Linked DNA regions of Mus musculus: regions 1 and 3 are each linked to region 2. A link is a contact called in public HiChIP or PLAC-seq data. All regions are on one chromosome and are shown on one strand. Each heading gives the region's core, a stretch centred on a gene start, on an enhancer-like site or on the middle of the called end of the contact. The rest is flanking DNA. Distances are from core to core; before and after follow the strand shown. Region 1 overlaps Arhgap21 (Rho GTPase activating protein 21). Region 2 has its middle 6.6 kb from the start of Gm52501. Region 3 overlaps Arhgap21 (Rho GTPase activating protein 21).

The links. HiChIP or PLAC-seq counts read pairs in DNA pulled down with a chosen protein or histone mark.
Region 1: an H3K27ac HiChIP or PLAC-seq map of trophoblast stem cells shows a contact between it and region 2, with 6 times the contacts expected there. The contact joins two enhancer-like sites. A contact is called at or near these places in 1 of 484 Hi-C or Micro-C datasets (bone marrow-derived macrophages), 5 of 115 datasets of contacts at active chromatin or transcription factors (bone marrow-derived dendritic cells, embryonic stem cells, extraembryonic endoderm stem cells and 2 more) and 2 of 9 other capture datasets (adipose tissue and liver).
Region 3: an HNF4G HiChIP or PLAC-seq map of pancreatic cancer cells shows a contact between it and region 2. The contact joins two enhancer-like sites. A contact is called at or near these places in 1 of 39 promoter capture datasets (embryonic stem cells), 1 of 15 datasets of contacts at CTCF or cohesin (CD8 T cells), 1 of 484 Hi-C or Micro-C datasets (bone marrow-derived macrophages), 4 of 115 datasets of contacts at active chromatin or transcription factors (embryonic basal ganglia, embryonic stem cells, extraembryonic endoderm stem cells and 1 more) and 2 of 9 other capture datasets (adipose tissue and embryonic stem cells).

The regions. Positions count from the first base shown.
Region 1 is chr2:20,922,716-20,926,568 of GRCm38.p6, reverse strand. The region is part of intron 1 of Arhgap21 (Rho GTPase activating protein 21); the gene reads left to right. Among named protein-coding and RNA genes, the nearest start is that of Arhgap21, 43 kb to the left of the region's middle. Within about 2 kb of position 1,433, at least 20 of the 459 cell types and tissues checked have an H3K27ac peak or open chromatin away from gene starts, as enhancers often do. A contact at or near this core is called in trophoblast stem cells, where this site is marked.
Region 2 is chr2:21,233,374-21,237,303 of GRCm38.p6, reverse strand. No RefSeq gene overlaps it. Among named protein-coding and RNA genes, the nearest start is that of Gm52501, 6.6 kb to the right of the region's middle. Within about 2 kb of position 2,228, at least 81 of the 459 cell types and tissues checked have an H3K27ac peak or open chromatin away from gene starts, as enhancers often do. A contact at or near this core is called in pancreatic cancer cells and trophoblast stem cells, where this site is marked.
Region 3 is chr2:20,941,348-20,945,450 of GRCm38.p6, reverse strand. All of the region lies in intron 1 of Arhgap21 (Rho GTPase activating protein 21), which reads left to right. Among named protein-coding and RNA genes, the nearest start is that of Arhgap21, 24 kb to the left of the region's middle. Within about 2 kb of position 2,025, at least 128 of the 459 cell types and tissues checked have an H3K27ac peak or open chromatin away from gene starts, as enhancers often do. A contact at or near this core is called in pancreatic cancer cells, where this site is marked.

The sequences.
Region 1 (3,853 bases), core at 184-2,683, 310 kb after region 2:
TCTCAAGCTTGCTACATTTGTGGTTACTTTTGTTATTATATAAATTTGAATTATTATAGTGAGGATTTAGGAATCTATCTTTGAAAAGTTGGGATCTAAACTTTGAAGAGAAAGAGGGAGCAGAGATATACCTAGGAAGAGAGAAAAGGCAGCTGCTTAGGTGCTAGGTACCCTGAGAAGCAGAGACCTGGATGGAAGGGCAGCCATGAGCCCACATCATGCAGTAGTTTAAGTACAGAGACTTTGGATATGGGACCACAGCAAGGCAGCTTCTGAGATGAGTTGTGAGAGAGGTGCTGCAAACGAATATCCACCTGCATGATGAACTAAAGCTGGAGCTGTTAGTGAAAATACTGAGCACAGAGGCCCCAGGAGCTGAAGGAGTTTGCAGCCCCATAGGAAGAACAACAATATCAATCAACCAGACCCCCCAGAGCTCCCAGGGACTAAACTACCAACCAAAGAGTACACATGGATGCTCCAGCCACATATGTAGCATATGTTAGCAGAGGATGTCCTTGTGGGATGTCAATGAGAGAGGCCCTTGGTCTTGTGAAGGTTCTGTGCTCCATTGTAGGGGAGTGCCAGGACAGGATGTGGGGTTTTCGGAGGGGAAATGAGGAAAATTTGAAAAGTAAAGAAAATATCTAACAACAACAAAAAAGTTGTAATTAAAAAAAAAAAAAAGAGGTTGAGGGATATATTTGTTAATTTTCTGTTGCTGTGATAAACTACCACGACTAAAACAGCTTACAAAAGAATGGTTTTATTTTGGCTTTTGTTGTAGAGGGCTAAGAGTAGTCCATCATGGCTGGTTCTTACACACTATTTTGTGGGTGGAGTTTGAAAACATTATGATAATGAAAGAAACCTGACACAAAAAGGCCACGAGTTGAATGGAATTATGTGCATTTCTATGAAATGTTCAACATAAGCAAAGTAGAATGAAGATTGTATAGCACTGAAAATTTACTGAATAAATGTCCCTGAGTTGGAAAAAGGAGGGGAAAAAAAAGAAAGAAAGGAAAAGAAAAGAAAAGAAAAGAAAAGAAAAGAAAAGAAAAGAGAAAATACTGACACACTCAAGGGTTTCATTTTCATTACTACAGACAGAAGTTATCCTGGTCTTCCAACCCCAAGCTGTGAGTTCATTTCCTTTGTCCTAATAACTGTACTGGGAGCTAGAATCACTGTTTAGAAAAATATGTGTAGGTACAGCAAGATACTTAGTATCAAAGTTGCTTTCTTGTTTTTACCTGGATTGACAAAAAGTCTGGAAGGAGCTCAATGTAAAGAACCAGGGTGAAGATCTGGGTTTGATCCCCACACTGGGAAGAAAGCAGGCATACCTGGAACATCTGTATTCCCCTGCTCCTGGGAAGCAGAGATAGGTGGGACCCCCTGGGGGCTCTCTGGCCTTGCTGGGTGAGTTGCTGACCTAAGGGAGGACTCTGTCTCAAACAATGGATGGCATCTCAAGAATGACACCCAAGGCTGTCCTGACCTGACTCACCCTCTTCCTCTTGTTCTCACTTCTTTCTCCTCTGACCCATATAAACTGTCAAACAAAACATTTAAGTTAAAAAAAAGATTTACCAGCAAGATGCTTTCAAGCACACTTGGCATATACGGATTATATTTTAAGAGTTTTTTTTTTTTTTTTTAACTAACTTAAAATCTAAACTAATAACCCCCCCCCCCCAAAAAAAAATCTTCAAAACACCAGATTATCTCTCCAGCATGACTCTGGAGAAATTGGTTTAGAGATAAGCAACATCTACTTATTCAACACTATCTTATTACTCTGTGGTGTGTATTGGAGAAAGTAGGGGAACTCATTGCTTATTAGCAGCTTCTAGTTTTGAGAAATTACTCAACCACTGTAGATCCATTTCTCTATCACACTTAGAATATAAACAGTTTTGGCTGGCAGTCAGTGATACAGTACTTGCCAAGCATGTTTGAGGCCCTGGGTTCAATCTCCAACACTGAAAAAATAATCAGTAAAAAATTTTAGATATTCAGGTTTTGTTTTTCTTAGACAAAAATCATGTTTTTACATTTGATTTCAGTATCTGAACAGTAATACTTTAAATAATCTTTGTGTTAGTGAAACGTGTAATTTTATTTTACAAAAGTAATTTGGTTACTTTCAAGGTGCTATTTTAAGCATTATATATACACTTTGCACTCATCACAGGACTTAAAGATGATAATACATGTCTGCTGTTTGAACGCTTGGGAGGACAATAGATCAGTTTAGAGTCATGGGGTTGGGAGAGCAAATTCAAGGTCAGCTTAGGCTACATGAGACCCTGCCTTTAAAAAATATTAAAACTGGGCTGGAGAGATGGCTTAGTGGTTAAGACCACCAACTGCTCTTTTAAAGGTCCTGAGTTCAAATTCCAGCAAACTCATGGTGGCTCACAACCACCCGTGTTGCAATCTGATGCCCTCTTCTGGTGCATCTGAAGACAGCTACATGTTGTACTTACATATAATAAATAAATCTTTAAAAAAATATTAAAACTATCTTTGTAATGATAGATAGTAATGACACAAACAGGCTTATGATGTAGTTATTTATTTAGGTTGACTATTCTTTATCCAAAATTCCTGAACCAGAGTGTATTCGGTTTCTTTCTTTCTCTTTTGGTAGAATAGAATGGATCCTAGTGTAAACCTTGTGTGTACACCTTGCACACAGTGTCTGAAAATGCAGTATTTCTAGTTTCCTAAGATCTATCATGTAAAGTATGGCGTTTTCTACTTCTGTTGTCTATCATATAAATACTCAAAAATTTTTAGATAGTGGAAGGCTTTTGAATTAGTGGTAACTTATTCATCCTCAGAGCCAATCAGTCAAGGCAGAAACGCTTTAAGAAGCTTGGCGACCACAGTCTGCAGCTATAAACCAAGGATTAGATCAAAGAGTCTAGCTCAGAGTCCATGTCTCCCTCTGGACTAGAGATATCAACAGAACAGCATCACTCCAGTTGAAGGTTGCAGCGGTAAAGTTAACAATTCAAAGACAGAAAAAGAAAACCACAGTTTTGTGTTTCCTCAGTAAGTAAAATCACCAAAAGAAGGTCTGGCTCTTCAAACAGACTCGTTAAGCCATTGTTTGACCTGTGGTAAGAGTTAGAAGAGAATAAGACTTCACCAGTAGGACTGTAGATCTATCATAGAATTTCTATGAGGACCTTTGAAGACAAAAGGATGCAAAGTGCTTTTTCAAGAGTGCATTCTGGAATGTGCAACAGAGATGACCTGATAAGTGCATAAGGAGACATACCTATACTTATTATGTAATGAGCACTCTGTCTTGTTATAGCCTCTTGTAAGAGCCTATCTCCCCCTTTCCTCCTGCCTCTCCTTCTCTCCCACCCTGTCATTGATCCCAGAGCCTTCCATGTTCCAGGCAAAAAACCTTAAGCAGTCACCATAGTGATTTACACACAAAAATCTTCAGCCACCATGAGTGTGCATTGCAGTAATTGGTGGCAAGTTTACCTGTGTAAAATGTTTCTCACAATCCTTTAGAACTTTCCCACTATTCTGATCATGCTGGTGTTTCAATGCTCTTTTTTAAAAAAGATTGCTTTTCTTGATTTATGCTCCAGTGGTTCACCCACCCTTACACTGGTATCTCACCTGCTTTACTTTGCTTTCTCTAGTTATTGTATCCAATTTTTAGAGCGATTTGCTACCCTTTCCCTTGGTTTCTTTTAACTTTGAGCTATTGTTCAATCAAATGACCTTGTTATAAAATTTTTTGAGGGAATGGAGTGGCAGCCCTTAGGCCACAGGAATTTAATCTGTTATCCAGCAGCTGCCTTCCTTCCTTCACTAA
Region 2 (3,930 bases), core at 979-3,478:
CATCCCATGTACCTAGAACACACGATGCTGTGGAGATCCGGGAGAGTGAAATGAACACGGGTACTGAAGGACAGACAGGATGGATGAAGTGGAAAGAGCAATCGGGGATGGACAGCTATGCCTCCCTGTCACTTCCCAGCAGCCGGTTGACCTGACCAGGCTCTCTCCCCACAAATGACTCACTGCCTATATTCCCTGTCTAGCCGCAAGCCTGGCTTACCGAGGTGTGTGCTGTCTAAACATGGCTCTCCTCACACAAGTTCAGTGATTATTAATGGATAAGGCCAGACTTGCAGTGGCAGTGTCACTGGCTGCCAGAAATCTAGCTCCAGATGGGCAATTGGCTGAGAACTTGGCTGGCCCTGCAGACAGCTCCTTCCTGAGGAAGGCAGATAGTCACTCTGGAGGGACACAAGCAAACGCAAAAGGGAAATGCTAGAGGCCAAGTAGGGACTTCCCAGATGAGGAGCCGCTGTTTGGGACCTCCACTCTTCCTGAATCTTCTCTGTCATCTTCTGCCTCTATCTTTCCTCCCTTGACATGTGTATGCACACACACATACGCAAGTCTGTATACAACTTTTCAAAGCAAATGCACTTACCTTTTCTGTCTTTCATTAAGAGAACTTTGGTGCAAATATCCGGGAAAAGCAAAATCTATTCGATTAAGGAAGACTGATTCTGTGGGCAGGTCACAGTTTGTTAGCAGGGACGGTGGCTCTCAGAGTGGTGTCCTTTGGGGAACCAGGGAGGTCTCTATATACACAGGAAGCACACCACCAAACTGATGAAAATGCCAAAATCCTATTCTTAACTGTACGAAATGACTCAGTAAGCTACAGTTTTAGCTAGCAGGGATGTGGCATTGTATATGCCTTCCTCCTTGCTTGTAATGGTTATAGTTGGTTTCCCTCAGAGAGATGGCCAGCTGCTGTGGTTCCTGGTAAGTACACATTTTTGCAGTTGTCATCCCAGCAAATATTTTGACATATCCACTGTGTACCAGAAATTATTTGATCTCAATACTAAGCGCATAGCAGTGAACAGGTAGAGCATGTAACCCAGTGACTACGTGCATTTCAACAGTTCCGCTTTGGCTGGGGTCAGGGGTTAGGCTGTGAGGACTATGTTGATATATCAGACAGAAAAGAGAAAGGTGTGGGCTAGAAAGGAGAAGCAGCTGGTTAGGATACCGATGATAAACTTACTGAGTATTACTGATTTTACTGTGTGTGTGTCTGTCTATCTGACTGACTGACTGTAGGTGTGTCTTGGTTAAATGGGAGGGTGACAGGGTTGGAACATGGGTTAAGCAGTCTTAAAGCTGCTGTAAGTGCTGAGCCTGTGACAAGTTCCTGTTCTCTTGCCTAGATGTGTCTTGGAGCCTGCCTTGTATCTGCAGCACATCTCAGAGACTATAACACCTTGCCACCTGAGTCTGGTACCTGAGAATCTTCTCATGGAGACCCGTTGCCATGGAGCACTGAAACTGTCCTGCCCAGAGTTTTAACATCTGGACAGCTAGCTCCTCCGGGGACTTAGAGGTCTTACTTCATCTAAAGATACATGGAGGAGGTGGGTAGAACTTGTAATCCCAGCACTCAGGAGGCTGAGGCAGGAGGGTTTTGAGTTCAAAGCTAGCCTGTGCTTCATAGTAAGAGAGAGACAGAGACAGAGACAGAGACAGAGAGACAGACAGAGCGTCTCTTATCTTTCTGGGTGTATGGCTGTGGTGGGCTCTACTTGCCCTGTGCCCAGAGCGAACAGTCTACCAGTTCTGATTCCAACCATGTTTGAAGTTTCAGGAAGTAAGGTGACAGATACTGGGAAAATTCCTTCTGGCAAATCTCCCTGCATTGATGTAGTGTATGTACACTTGTCCTGGAGACTGAGGAAGCAGGTAAGGTCTGTTTCAAGTCTGGGCTACGTATGAGGCTTCCATGAATTAGGTTTTCTCTCTGGACTTTCCTTGCTGAAAGGAGACGAATCTTCTTCCTATGCGCTGGTTGAGGAGGTCGAGCAGCTGAGGTGCTCTTTGGCTCTGTGTTGAAGCCTGTATGATGAGAATGGAGACTTGCTTTCCTCATCCAGGAGCCTGTTCCAACCCAGCCAAATTACCCAGGAGCTTGGCACCCAGTCTGTTTGCACAACACATTTTTAGACTCTGAGTCACCCTTGAGTTCTTTCTGGTCTGATCAGGTTGGATTAAACCTCACAGCATCCTGTTACCTTGGCTTCCTTGTACAGGCAGGTCTGCTCAAAGGGCTTCTCAGGAGCCCCACCTCCACAGGGAGAGGAGCCACGGCAGATCAAAGGGTTGCCTATACTACACCCACTTGCATGGGAATACCAGGTATCGATAACAAGGGTTTTATCACTCCCTGCCAGACCGAATTCACAGAAAGCTGCCTTGGGCAAAATGGTGTAACAGGTCCAATTCATCTGGGATTTTTTTCAGGCTTTTCTTAGGTTAACATTAGCAGGTATACCCTCCCATTCCCAGTAAAATATGTCATGCAACATGTGTTTCTTAGCAATTACCTTGCCAGGTCTAGGCACTGCAAATATAGCAACAAAGTGTATGTGTGTGTCTGTGTGTGTGTGAGTGTGTGAGTGTGTGTGTGTGTGTGTGAGAGAGAGAGAGAGAGAGAGAGAGAGAGAGAGAGAGAGAGAGATATCAACAGGTACTACCAGAACTTTGGCTATTTCTACTATAAGAATTCTCTTTGTGCTATATATACAGGTCTCTGATAACTAGTACAAAATTATACTTTAAAACCAAATCAGGAACAAAAGTAACACCAATCAGCTGTCCTCCTAAATAAAAAGCTAACGTATGCAGAGGAAAACTAAACTCTGAAGCATGGGCCTGTGGAGGGGAGTGGCCACAGTTTCTCAGAGCAGTTGCTTTGTGTGGGTTTCAGATGTTACACTAGGTCCCTCTTTCCTGTGGGCTGACTTCTGTGTCAGAAATCAACTGGGCTTAGGTGAAAGGTAGCCTATTTTAAATTACGTGACATGGACAGGCTGGAAAGGCAGTCAGAGACAGAAGACTTTCTTGAACCAGAAAAGAAATAGATGAACAGTTGGTCCTGGTTGCAAAGTGCTTCAGCCTGGGGTGGCAACAAGTAAAGCTTCCTTTCTCCCCACCGACCCCTGTCTCCATTCTTGGGACCTGACATTACTGAGACAAAGACAGTGGAAGAGAGACATCTGAACCGACCGACTTAAGAGAAGAAAGGAGACAGGCTCTGCTCTAGCGAGATATGTGTGTGTCTACTTGTTTATTTTCAGGTACCACAAATTAAAACTAGTGCTAGGTAAGCACTTTACCACTGAGCTATACCCCAACTTTATATATATGCAATGAATATATATATATATATATATACATACACATATATGTTCTAAGGAATATATATTCTAAAGAATATATATTCCAATATACATACATATATATACATGTAGAATGCTACTACACATATGGAAAGCTTATACTGTAGGATTTCCAGTGGTCTAAAATAAATCTTTTTTTAAAATTTTTTATTACTTTTATATTTTTAAATTTAATTTTATTTGTAATTCAGTTTTTACACTCCATATTCCAATCCTCACCCTTCCCCTCCTACCCTCCAACTGCTCCACATCCCACACCTCCTCCCTACCACACCCCGTCTCTACATGGATGCCCCCACCCTCCACTCCATCTGACCTCTAAACTCCCTGGTATCTCCAGCCTCTGGAGGGTTAGGTGTATCATCTCTGAATGAACATAGACCTGGAAGTCCTCTACTGTGTATATGTTAGGGGTCTTATATCAGCTGGTGTATGCTGTCTGTTTGGTGGTCCAATGTTTGAAAGATCTTGGAGGTCCAGATTATTTAAGACTCCTGGTCCTCATATAGGATCGCCCTTCTCCTCAAATTCTTTC
Region 3 (4,103 bases), core at 776-3,275, 290 kb after region 2:
GAGGCAGAGGCAGGAAGATCTCTGTGATTTCAAGGCCAGCCTGTTCGACAAAGTGAGTCACTTTGTACACTGTACTGGACAGCCAGGACTATACAGAGAAACTCTGTCTGTCTGTGTGAAAGAAAACAAAAAAAGAAAACAAAGTTGACATAGGGAAGGAAGAGTTTATTTCTGTTTATGTGTTTACAGCCCATGCAGGGAGTCCATGATGGTGGCAGACATGTGGAGCAGACAGCCAGAGCAGAAGCTGAGAGGCTCTGTCTCTCACTTAAGCCACCAAGCAGCAAGCAGACTAGAAGAGGGGCAGGGGCACAGACTCTCACAACGTGTATTCTTCCAGCCAGAGTCCACCTCACAGCCTGCCTTCACAGCCTTCACAGCCTTCACAGCCTCCCCAAATGGCACCACCCAGAGTGGACCAAGGCTCACACACAAGAGCCATGGCGACATTGCTCATTCCAGTCACCACAGAGGCTGCAGGGTCACCATTGTAGTGATGGCTGTGCTGAGGCTTTCTCTTTCTATCTCAGATGTTTGTATTTCAGGAAAGCACAATGAACTAACTCCTGTACATACTCTCTGGGTCTTTAAGGGGCTGTATTGTGTGCCCATTGAAACTTCTGAATTTTCAGGATCATCACATTCTCTTGTACCTCCCCTAGCTCACTGATTACCTTTGGTTTTGTTTCTTTTCTTTTCTTTCTTTTGAGTTTTTTACTTCTGAGTTGGTGTAGTTTGGGAGCAAACTTATTTGACCAAATGATTGTTTTAACCCATCTAGCTCATATCCCTTGTCTTATAGAGCTAATGGGAACATACTTTGAGGACCATATCCTGACAGAAAGCAGCGAAGGAAGTGATGTAGCCTGTATAGCCCTATGAGTAACTGGTTTAAAATACTCTTTTGTTAATCCTGTGGAGCAAGACTGCAGAGGAGTGGCAGAATGGAGGAGAGACCAACCTGGAGAAGCCAATGGGAGTCTCATTTAGGAGGAGGCCACGGAGGGAGAAAAGGACTGTGTTTTAGAGATGTCAGACTTGGTAGCTGGGTAGAGAAGGGGCTCAGGAGCTGTTTGTGTTTTGGTAACCCAGGGCTTGAATTGTGCTGTCGTTATGTAGATGAGGAGATTATTGGGGCTGGGAGAGGGAAGATAATGAGCCCTGTTTGGAGCAAGTAGTGCTAGGCATCTAGGTACCCATGCTTAGCAAGGGTTCAGTCATGCAGATTGAAGCTTGGGAGAAAGGGTTGGAGAGGGTTGGAGTCATTCATAGTCATGAGCCTGGACGATGACATCATCTAGGGAGAGCGCAAGAAAGGAGAAAGTGGGTCAAGGAGAGAATTCTAACTTAGATAAGAAGGGAAGCCAGTCTTGGGAATATTAATAAGAACGATTAGGTGTTCTGTTTTAGTCTTGTTAAACTTTTTCATGCTAAAAAGCCCATGCAGGTGTTACCTATTTTACAGATGAGTGAGTTGGAGTTCAAAGGTTAAACTGTCGGCTCCTTGTTGCACTTCTAGCAACAGCCATTGAGGAAGCTGAGCCACTCTTTTCTCACCTCCTTCCTGGCCTCTTGCTAGGCAAGGAGTTACAGACATATTATACAAAATGGAGATGTGCTACACCTAGGGTGAGAGAGATGGGAGGCTTGGAAGGCTGTTAGCCATGCGAGGGGCTGCAGAGAGATTAAGAAGGATGGGGATTCTAACCCCCTTTACACTGAGTAAAGACCAATTCCTGTGTGGGAATTGGTTTGCTGTAGGATGTTGATAGTATGGTTATTTTATTGTACCACTTTCCTAAGCTGTGCTTTTATTGACTAAGTAAATGACAGCTTATAATTCCCCCAAAGAAGAAGATAACAATTGTTAAACAACCAAAGTGATGCTAAATACAGACAAAGGCAGGCTCTGCTGCGTGATGTAACAATATCCTAGTGTTTGGGAGGGTGATGCAGCCTGGCCTCTCCTGACGATGCTCAGACAGGAAAGGGAGGGGAAGAGCCTCTGCGAGCACTTGAGCACTTGACTGCAGAGGGAGCGCTGCTTGCTGAGTCAGAGGATGAAGGCTGCGCTCTAGGCAGACATGGCCCAGTTCAGGCTGCTGGACTGCATGATAAACCACAATTGGAGTTTACTCTGCAATCTCTACTGTGCATGGAATGGCCAGGTTTGTCTGATGGATACATAGTTTTGCTTTTTAATTTAAGACTGCTGTAACTGTAGGGGAAAGAAAATGCTTGATATGAGAACATTGCCTTTTGTTACAATCATCTTTTGTTTCTTTTGAGTTAATTAGTTTTTTTAACATAGCATAGGGTAAATCTGATGATCTGAGTTACTTACTCTGCAAGACTGCAGTTAGCTGAAGTAACACAGTCATTGCTGTTTGTGGAGCATTAGGCTGTCGGGGAGGGGAAGTGGGACTGACTGACTTAATTTAAAACTAATAAATGAGAAGACGGTACAGTTGTAGAAGAAGGCCAGTTCACAGCTTTCCCAAGGAGCTTAAGATTGTGTTAATAAGATAGCACAAAGAGTTTGGAACAAACCGCCTTTGAGCAAGTTTTTTTTTTTTTAAATTTTCAATAAAATATGGTTCTGGATTTCTTCTGTGGCGGAACTGAATGAGGTTCCTTTCTGAGCGTTTCATGTTATGAGCTGGGCTTTTATGAAAACATAGTTTTGTAGTACAGAAAACTTGCTGGGCATATTTTTAAGAATAGCTGTCTGTTCTTAAGTGCTCTCTAAGAAGCGAGCCTTTCTCTGCACAACCCCAGCAGCACTGTTATCAGGCAGAGACCTCTTCAGTAAGTCGTAAATCATGCTGTACAGGCTCAGCCTAATGGCTTGGCTTTTCTAACACAGAAAGTCCAGCCACACCCCAGCCGTGTCTCAGTTCTTGCACAGGCCAGACACAAACTTCCTAGACGGAAAGACTTGATATTAGTTGCAAGCAGGATCTTAGCATCTCAGTTCTTCAGTATGCCCGATTTTTTTTTTTTTTTTTTTTGTCTAGAAAATAGTTTCATAGTTTAGCATGGACCAGAGAAATTGGAGATAGGGAAGGTCATTTAGTGTCTGTTTTTTTCCAGGTTAAGATTGATTCCTCATTGCACTTCCTATTACTCCCCCTAATGGATTTACATTACCATAAAAATATGGGTTTTACATGGCTACTCAAAGACTAAAAGAAGATAGATATTGCAATTATCTTAACATTTAAAATTCATGCTATGAGGAGCCTAGCAAAGCTGAAACCTGAGCTCTGTGTTATGTACACATGCTTTGTAACCACCACTCAGCCTATATATAGTCTTACCGGGGAACTTTCTTGTTTGAGGTCTGAACCCCAGAGGAGTGTTACCTGTGCCATAGATGCTTTGGGATGGGTTGGTGCAGCTGCGGATACTGAGTGCTTTGTGTGTGCCTTGGCCTGAGTGTTGCCAGTGTTGCCTTCCCTGTGGTTTTGATCTGACAGTAAGCCATTAGCTAGTAGCATCTCTTGTAGAGCATAGCCTAAGTAAAAATGGCATAGAACACCATCTACGGTGATATTGATGCCACTACTTAAATATATTTAATGGAAGTCACAGATGTAGTACCTCTGAGGCCAGGTAATGGAAGTATGAAAGGAGACTGGTTGGTTGTGATGGCACACATTTGTAATCCAGCACTTGGATGCAGAGGCCTGAGATGAAAAAGTTAAGGGACATGCACAGAGGCAGGGACTAGAGACTGTCTTCAGACAGGAGAGCAAGCTCTAGGAAACAGCTCCTGGGCTGGATCTGGTGTTGACAGATACTGCTTGTGTGTGTTTATGTATGTAATATGCAGAGCTGGTGCTGGCCCAGATCAGAAGGGGGGTTGGGTCTCCTGGAACTGGAGTCATTGATGGTTGTGAGCCACTGTGTGTGGGTGCTGGGAACTGAACCCAGCAATGAGTGTTCTTAATTTCTGAGCCCTCTCTGTAGCCCCTCAAGATACTTTATTTTTAAAAAAACTAAATTTTTAGATTTGCATGTGAACTTGTCTTATATTTTAAACATTGATGACTTATTAAAGAATACCAAAACAGTAGGATCTGAAGCAAACACATCTGGTG